Linked DNA regions of Mus musculus: all the other regions are linked to region 3. A link is a contact called in public Hi-C and promoter capture Hi-C data. All regions are on one chromosome and are shown on one strand. Each heading gives the region's core, a stretch centred on a gene start, on an enhancer-like site or on the middle of the called end of the contact. The rest is flanking DNA. Distances are from core to core; before and after follow the strand shown. Region 1 overlaps Ank3 (ankyrin 3, epithelial). Region 2 has its middle 22 kb from the start of Zwint. Region 3 holds the start of Cisd1 (CDGSH iron sulfur domain 1).

Region 1 (2,864 bases), core at 165-2,664, 1.4 Mb before region 3:
CATATCATTGAAGCATTATCAAGTCAATTATCCTGAATGTAACATTTAAAGGGACATTCACTGTATGATTCATTCAACTATAACATTTGTTTTTTTTCTTTTTTTCCCTGTCTGATTTTATTTTATTTTTACATTCCTTTTCTCTTGGTTTTACTTTTTTTTTTTCTAAAAATACCTTAAAATAGTCCCAAGATAAGGTAAGAAATGTGGCGCTTCTGTAGTGTTACTCTGCCTGTCCCCAACCCATATTCCCATTTTTTTTTTTTTTGGTTTGGTTTTTGTTTTTTGACATTTGTGCTGTGCTGTGCTGTGCTGTGCTAGCCTACAATGTGCTTTTTAAAAAAATTCTTTTTTTTTTTTTTTTTTTGTTTTAGGAAATCAGTTATGCTTGGGAAAGGGGAAAAACAAAAATCTGTGAAAAAGAAATCTTACCTATATAATAGTGAATGAACAGTTAAGCAGTTCACCCTCCCTTAACAAGTTTTATAGAACGCATGACCAAAGTAAAAAGGGTTTGTTGGTTCTAAAGAAAAGTCCAGTCTGTTTGCTGGTGGCTGCTTGTTTGAGCTGTCCTAGACATCCTAATAACGTTTTAGCCCAAGGAAGCACGGTTTTCTAACGGGTCCTGCATCTAACACTTAAGTTACAACGATGGCTACAAATAATCTCCTGACCATAGTCAAAAAACAACTGAAGGCTATATGGTGATGGTGCACGCCTTTAATCCCAGCACTCTGGAGGCAGAGGCAGGTGGATCTCTTGAGTTTGAGGCTAGCCTGGTGTACAGAACAAGTTCCAGGACAGCCAGGGAACGCTACACAAAGAATCTTGTCTTGAAAAAGCAAAGCAAAACATAACAACAAATCAACTTAAAGCTTTCTAGATGCCCTTATGTAAACAATCAACGTTTTTCTGGTCCCGAGTGTTCGGTGGTGAATCAGGGCGTTGGGGTGACCCTTGGTAGGTTCCCTTAGGAATCACAACTTGAAGCCTTTCTGTGGTCAGAACCAAGTCTGAGCTCTGACCTGCAGCTGCCACTGAAGGACAATCAGGGGGGCGAAGGATTCACAAAGCTTACATTTGAAAGTGGGAAAGATCACAATTACGTAACCCCTCTTAAAAGCTTTTAAATGTTTGCCTATAGACGCCTACAACTACGGCCCATCTCTGATGTATCATGTAATGCCGGTCCTGATTTGCAGAAATGTGTGATTTAGAAAGTAAAAGAACAGTAATGAAGGAAAGCGCTCAAGCAAAGCTTTATTGAAGAGATACTAAGGGTCTAGAAAGAGGAATAATATGAAGAAAAAAAGATGAGAAAGAAAGCTTGGTCACATGACCAGCATGGCCATGCAGCCCCGTGGCCTCCTGGGGAAGCGCCTCTGTGCCTGGATGGCGCTGGACACAGTCAGTAAATATTTGCTAAGCATGTTTGGTAACGGCCTTGGAATGAATGTTAGTTGTGAGTCAGAGCCATGAACATGAGATTCAGTGAAAGCTGAGACTCTGGTCCTGAAGGAACGACCCAGCCTCTGCGTAGTAGCACTTAGAGTGATGTGTGTAATGGCTGATGATATTGCAGCCAGCAGGCACTGGGGAGGAGATCCCACTGTGCAAAGCGGGCATGTATTCCTTGTTGTAGTCTTTGCTGGCTTCCCACTTGCACATGCGCACAAGGCAAAGATGATGCCAAAATCTGACTGAGTCAACTGCTAGAGATGCCATGACTCCAGCTTGGACACTCGTTATCAGTTAAGTAGGCAATATTACAAAGCAAACTACTAATTTCCCATGGTCCTCATTCTCTATGAGGACCATGATATTACCAATGAGGACCCCAAGATAAAAGGGGTCAGTGTGTATAACACTAGTTGGAGATATATTATGGTAGGAGAGTCAAGTCTACGCTTCACCTCAGCTCTTTCCCATCCGGAAGCTCTGCTTCATGAAGGGTTAGATGGGAAACCTCGTCACAAAGAGGTGACAGAATATCCTTTTCTGAAAGCCTGCCAGTTAAGTAGAGTAGCGAGAGTGGATATTGGAGCTGTTCCTCGAAGCCACCATCCTCCTCCTTCCCAGAGGATCATGAGAAAGCCATTAACCCAAGACTCAGATTAGTGATAACCGTGCTTCACAGGACTTAGGTGGATATGTGGAGCCTTAACCAAGATGATATTTTAGAATCATCCTCCCATGTCCTCATAATCTACTGGCTTTCAGTTTAAGGGTCCACACAGGCAGAGTGTGGGCTGCACCCTGAAAAATTCAGGGACGGTCTATGGGAGAGTCTAGAAAGGATAAGAGTATCGAGAAGAAAGAAGAAAAGAGTCAAACCAAGGAAAAGAAGGATGTGAATACAGGGTATGTGAATATCTACTGGAATACAACCAACAACAGTTTCTATTCCCCTTCTTGAAACTGTCCTTGAGAGACAGCTCCAAACCAGAGCTCTTAGTATGCAAAGCCAGAGCTGATTTCCAATGACTCACTCACAGACCCTACCTCAGCAGACACAGTCCCAGCTAAGTGTAAAAAGTGCCATAGTCGGACTGGAAGAGGCACCTCTAACAAAGCCTTCCTCTTAAACACTCTTGTTGGGGCCAGAGAGATGGTTCAGTGGTGAAGAGCACTGGCAATTCTTCCATAGGACTTGGGTTCAATTCCCAGCACCCACAGGGCAGCCCATAGCTGTGTGTTCCTCCAATTCCAGGGAATCCGACAACCTCACACAGACGTATATGGAGGCAAAACACCAATGCACATAAAATAAGTAAATCATGAAAAAAAAGAAAGAAAGAAAAAAGAAAACTAGTGTTATCAGATAGCAAATCTTTTCAGTGCCGTGCTGGTTCCGTGCCATAGCA
Region 2 (2,906 bases), core at 303-2,802, 1.3 Mb after region 3:
CAACCAATGACCTCTACCAAAAGGGCTCAGTGTGCAGCATGTTTACTGATGTGCAAGTTCAGCAGCGAGGCATGTCCTTGTAACTCCAGCCCTCTGGAAAGGAAAAAGTTGTAGAAGAATCTAAAAACAGCCAGGATACTTCCTCTCGTGTAAACATTTGTGGAGTTGATTGTTTGTAAATCAGTATTGTGTGATGATTTAGCATTTTGCTAAAACACAAGTTGCAAACAAGACTAATACGTAAAGGAAGAGGCAGTGGTGGGAACAAGGTTGGATGGGCTCACAGACACAGACCACACTATACTGTTTTCTCTAATTGTTATTTATGGAATTAGGTCTTAGAGCATATATTACTATATTATCATGCTATTACCCAAATGGTTAGCAAAAAGTGCAGCATACAGTAGTAGGATCTAGTCTTTGAAAATGTCAAAGATCTACAGTAATGTAGTCTCCGTTCAAAGAAATTAGAAGTTGTTGCATTTGAAAGTAAATTATTAGTTATGTAAAAGCCACAACTGCCAATGAAGTCATTACTCCTAAATTGAGAAACTGAATATGTGCTGTTGATTAATAATTAGTATACCGTTGCTGGAGCTTGAGCTCAGGGTCTTCTACATATTAGGTAATTCCCCTTCTATCCTTAGCCTTTGGATGCCTACTTTTAGGTGAGCATTCATACACAGTATTCTCTATTTGATTTAAACTATGGTAACTTTTCAATAAGATTAAATACAAAATAGTTATATTCACAGTAGAATGACTCAAAATGAAACACAGATCTACATGTGTTTAGAGATACATAGACAATATTTGTATAAAGATATAGAGTCATAATCTATTCTGAAACACTGCAGCAGCGAAGGCTGAATGGACTCCTGTCCTTTCTAACTGGTTATGGTGCATATGTGTAACAACTCCAAGAAATCTGGTGGGCCAATGCTTCCTGTGGTTAGATGCAAAACTTCCCTCGGCAGCTTGAGACACAAATGGGGTCAGAAGCAGATGATGGCACTGCCTTAACTCAGCCACAAAACCCTCTTAACAGCTACTCTACCTGCAGTTACCACTGTGTCACCCGATGGGCTTCTAGACACGACAGGACACTTTCTTCAAGAAGTCTCTTTTCATTAAGCTTAAAGGAACTGCCTCACAGACTCGCACGAGTCTCATAAGCATATCATCATGGCTGCTAGAAAGCCAGGGGTCCTATGGACAAGAGACCTACATTCTACATATCTCAGTCTTTGATACATTATCAGCAGCCTTTCAGTCCAAGAGGTGTGCTGGCTAGCTTTAGGTCAAGGTGATACAAGTTAGAATCCTTTTGGAAGGGGAACCTCAGATAACAAAATGCTCCCTCTAGTTGGGCTTGTGGCAAACCCTTGTGTGTGTGTGTGTGTGTGTGTGTGTGTGTGTGTGTGTTTAAGTGAAGATTGATATGAGAGAGCACTGCTCATAATGATCCATGCCCCTCCCCATGATCTAAGTGCTTTAAGAAATCAGGCTGAACAAGTGATAAGGAGCCAGCCAGTAAGCTGCACTCCTCCATGGCCTCTCAGTTCCTGCTTTGAGCTTTGACTCACCAGGGTGATGAACTACAAGCTGTTAGGTGAGATAAGCCCTTTCCTCCCCAAGTTGCTTTTAGTTATGGTGTTTTATTACTGCGGTAGTAACCCCACCAGAACAACAACAACAAAAAGGTACCAGAGATTGAAGTGTCCTTCTGATAGAGAAGAACATATTTTGAGCAGGATTGTGGAAGGGTTTTGAAACATTTAGACTGGAAAATCCATTGGGTGCTCAGAGCTCAGTGAGCTATTTTGTGGTAGTTTAGAATATTGAGAGTAGTGAGATGATGGAAGCTCATGAAGTTTCAGAAGGAAGTTTTCTTAGAGTCCCTTAAAGACTCTTGTGATATTTCACGTCTGGGCATATACTCAAAAGATGTTCCAACATATAACAAGGACACATGCTCTACTATGTTCATAGCAGCTTTATTTATAATAACCAGAAGCTGAAAACAACCCAGATGTCCCAGCACTTACTCGGCAATTAAAAATAATGACTTCATGAAATTCACTGACAATTGGATGGAACTAGAAAATATCATCCTGAGTGAGATAACCCAGACTCAAAAGAACACATGTGGTATGTACTCACTGATAAGCAGATATTAAGCAAAAAGCTCAGAATATCCATGCTACAACTCAAAGACCATATGAAGTTCAAGAAGAAGGAAGACCAAAGTGTGGATGCTTCAGTCCTACTTAGAAGGGGAAACAAAATAATTACAGGAGGTAGTGGGGAGGGAAGGATTCTGGAGGGAGAGAGGAGGGGGAGGGGAAAAGAGGGCAGGATTCTGTGGAAGGAGACTGTAGAAATACAGAGGGTCAGGAAATTGAACAGAGGAGTGTACTCCACTACTCTCAATATTGGGGATGGGGATCCGGGGGTAGCCACTAGAAAGTCCCAGATGTCAGGGAAGCAAGAGGTTTCCAAGACCCAACAGGGATGACATTAGCTGAAATACCCAACAAAGGGGAGAGAGAACCTGTAGAGACCATACCCAGTGGTTAGGCACACCCTCCAGTTGAGGGATGGGGCCACCCACCCATCTCAAAAGTATTAACCTAGAATTGCTCCTGTCTAAAGGTAATGCAGAGACAAAGATTAGAGCAGAGAGTGAAGGAAAGGCCATCCAGAGACTGCCCCACCTAGGGATCCATCTCATGTGCAGACACCAAACCCAGAGACTATTGCTGATCCCAAGAAAAGCTTGCTGACAGGAGCCTGATGTATAGCTGACCCCTGAGAGGCTTCTCCAGGGCCTGACCAATACAGATGTGGATGCTCAAAACCAACCATCAGACTGAGCACGGGAACCCCAATGGAAGAATTAGGGG
Region 3 (2,751 bases), core at 53-2,552:
AAACAGATTTTTAAAAACCACGAAGAAAACTTAAGTTCACCAAAGTGGATGCATTTAAAGGAGTCCCCAAATGGCTACCCTTTAAAATAAAGTTTGCAGAGAATCATTTCTTTTTGTCTGTAGTATTTTTAAACTATCTGCATGGGCTTTAGCATGATGGCTCAGTGGGAAAAGGTGCCTGCTGTCAAGATGGATGACCTGGGTTTGATCCCTGGGACTCACAGGGTGGAAGAGAATCCGCTCCTACAAGTTATCTATTCACTTCCACACAAGCCATGGCACTAGGTACAGACACACTCACACAAATAAATGTTAAGAAAATAAAATAAAAAACTTGTTCTCCCTATCTGCCCAGTCAGTTTCGTCGATATTAAGTAGAACTTTCCAGTATATAGAACCAACCTACTACAAAACTAAGGTCCCACTTCCCCAGTCAGTCACCCTGTGGGCAACCAGGCTAGAGAGGCACGGTTCACCCCCCAAAACCCCCGTCCTTCCTGACACCCTGACGTTGGGGACTGGTCACGTTAGGGATAGTTACAGAACCGAGCAGTATAGACGATCCCTATTTGCTGAATGAATCAGTGGGGCTCACTGTAATTTAATTTTTTTACTTTTACTCAACTAAAGGTTAGAAGTAACCAAACCCTGGGGTGTGGCGTTTTTATATCGGGGCAGTCAGTCACGCATATCGCACAGGTTGTAGTAATTTTAACAGTTGATCACCAGGGACTTTACACTAGCCAAGTTTCACAAATTCAATTCTAGTCAGATTTCTACAAACTTCTGTTTTCAACGCTAGGGAAAAAGGCCATTTTCAGTGGTTTCTCAGACCACTGTCACCAGCGGCCGGATGCAAAGTACGAAAGAAACTTGGAAATTGAAGACCTTGGATTGGGTTTCTTTACCTAGAATTACAAAGCCAGCAAAAGCAAAACACCTACGACGTGACCAGTCCCCGGTGTCAGGGTCTCAGGAAGCGCAGGAGCGTTTTGGGGTGGACTGCGCCCCGCTATCTTGGTTGCTCACAGCGTGGCTGGCCCGGGAAGTGGTCCAGGGCCGGGATGCCGGCCCGCACCAGCATCCCCCGAGCGCTCCGCAGGCCTGCGCCTGCCCTTGTGCTGGTCAAGGTGACAGTCCGGATAAGGGTGGCGGGGACCGGCCGCGGGCGGCTCACCTCGCACAGCGGAGTTGGAGCTGAGGCCCATGGCGCGGGCAGCAGGAAGGCCGTGGCAGGACCGCGCGAGCGAGCGCTGGGGACCGCGGAGACTTGGGCAAGACGCGACCTCGGGGCCCACTCACTGCCACTGCGCAGGCGCCGCGGCAAGCTGGGAGCGCGTGTGCCGGCGCGCCGGTAGAGTCGCGCATGCGCAGCTGGTCCAACCCGGCAGACGGGTGAGGATTTGACAACCGCGGGATAGCCTTAGGCGCCAAGGCGGTGACTGCGTCTGCGCCGCCCGGGCGAGCCTATCCAGGCCGGGTTTTACCGTCGGTCCAGTTGAGAGCGTTTCAGGTGACTCAGGACAAGTACCTGCAGGACTGTCGGCCGATGGCCTGCCGATCCTTTGACTTTTGGTAATAAGTTACACAAGGTGTGGCCAGCTCAGCTGTGGGTCCTGCAAATCTGACCAGCTCCACTGTGGGTCCCGCAAAGACAGATTTTGCCTTAGGATGCCAGTGCAGGCACACGGGCATCGATGGAGCTGTGTCTAGAGCTTCCTCTAGCCACATTGGGCCTCCATCCCTTCAGCCTCTGACCCTGCCACTCATGCATCCAGAAAGTCCCAGAAAGACAAAAACAAAAACAACTTGCTTCGGCTGGTGAAGCAGCTCAGCGGCTCTCTGCTTTCACAACGGTATGGTGTTTGCCCAACATGCACAACACTCTGCCTTCAATTCCCAGCATTGCCATGAATAAATAAACATAAGTAGACTGTCCACTTAGAAAAACGATTTAGAAGGCTGCAGTGGCTTAGATGCCTAGGACCAGCTTCTGCATGGAGAGGGGTTCTGAGAGAAGGGGTGCCTGGGAGCGGCGAAAACAAACGACTTGGGTCCAAGCTGGCGGCCTTGGTTCTGCTAAGATGGCTTTCCAAATTGCCCGCCCTCTTTCCCTCCTTCAGTCTGTCTCTCTCTCTTTTTCTCTCTGTGTTCTGCTCTGATGTAGACAGATTTTCTTGCTATTTTACAAATTCTGATTGAGATAGCTTTCTCTGCTAGTAAAACTAGAAGCTATCAGGAAAAACTGCTACAAAAAATTATTGGATCTTCAAACCAAGTCGGAAATTCTCTCAAGAAAATATTCTTGAAGAGCTGTTTTCGATCTCCAGAGATCTCCATACAGCTCTGCTCTCCTTAGAGGAAATTCTATTTTTTTTTTTTCTTTTGGTTTTTTGAGACAGGGTTTCTCTGTATAGCCCTGGCTGTCCTGGCACTCACTTTGTAGACCAGGCTGGCCTCGAACTCAGAAATCCGCCTGCCTCTGCCTCCCAAGTGCTGGGATTAAAGGCGTGCGCCACCACGCCCCGCTTAGAGGAAATTCTAAAGAACTGTTATTGCTGTCTGCTAGCTCAAAAGTCCTGGTTTGTTTTTTTTTTTTTTTTCATTTTTCTTTTTAAATTTACACCTCAATTCAATTATTTATTCCAGGTTCTCTTTTGATTATCCTATGAATCAGCATCCCCTGACCCCACCCCTTTGATTCTTAGGAAAACAGCAAGCACATGTTTTCTTTTAACATTGCAAAAGAAT

What was found. Promoter capture Hi-C pulls out the DNA fragments that hold promoters and counts their contacts. Hi-C and Micro-C count contacts between places; a contact is called where the count stands out from the background.
Region 1: a promoter capture Hi-C map of liver shows a contact between it and region 3, with 5 times the contacts expected there. The contact joins the enhancer-like site here to the promoter of Cisd1 in region 3. A contact is called at or near these places in 2 of 39 promoter capture datasets (both in liver), 3 of 484 Hi-C or Micro-C datasets (embryonic stem cells and liver) and 2 of 115 datasets of contacts at active chromatin or transcription factors (hepatocytes and pancreatic cancer cells).
Region 2: a Hi-C map of the G1E-ER4 cell line shows a contact between it and region 3, with 2.5 times the contacts expected there. The contact joins the enhancer-like site here to the promoter of Cisd1 in region 3. A contact is called at or near these places in 8 of 39 promoter capture datasets (the 3T3-L1 cell line, cranial neural crest, embryonic stem cells and 4 more), 6 of 484 Hi-C or Micro-C datasets (the G1E-ER4 cell line, embryonic stem cells, pre-pro-B cells and 1 more) and 6 of 115 datasets of contacts at active chromatin or transcription factors (astrocytes, embryonic stem cells, large pre-B cells and 1 more).

What each region holds. Positions count from the first base shown.
Region 1 is chr10:69,929,262-69,932,125 of GRCm38.p6, forward strand. All of the region lies in intron 25 of Ank3 (ankyrin 3, epithelial), which reads left to right. Among named protein-coding and RNA genes, the nearest start is that of Gm33361, 9.2 kb to the left of the region's middle. Within about 2 kb of position 1,415, at least 29 of the 459 cell types and tissues checked have an H3K27ac peak or open chromatin away from gene starts, as enhancers often do. A contact at or near this core is called in hepatocytes, liver and pancreatic cancer cells, where this site is marked.
Region 2 is chr10:72,675,194-72,678,099 of GRCm38.p6, forward strand. No RefSeq gene overlaps it. Among named protein-coding and RNA genes, the nearest start is that of Zwint, 22 kb to the left of the region's middle. Within about 2 kb of position 1,553, at least 10 of the 459 cell types and tissues checked have an H3K27ac peak or open chromatin away from gene starts, as enhancers often do. A contact at or near this core is called in the G1E-ER4 cell line, where this site is marked.
Region 3 is chr10:71,343,547-71,346,297 of GRCm38.p6, forward strand. It overlaps Cisd1 (CDGSH iron sulfur domain 1), which reads right to left and starts at 1,303. Exons shown (of 3, transcript NM_134007.4): 1 at 1,178-1,303. The coding sequence starts at 1,208.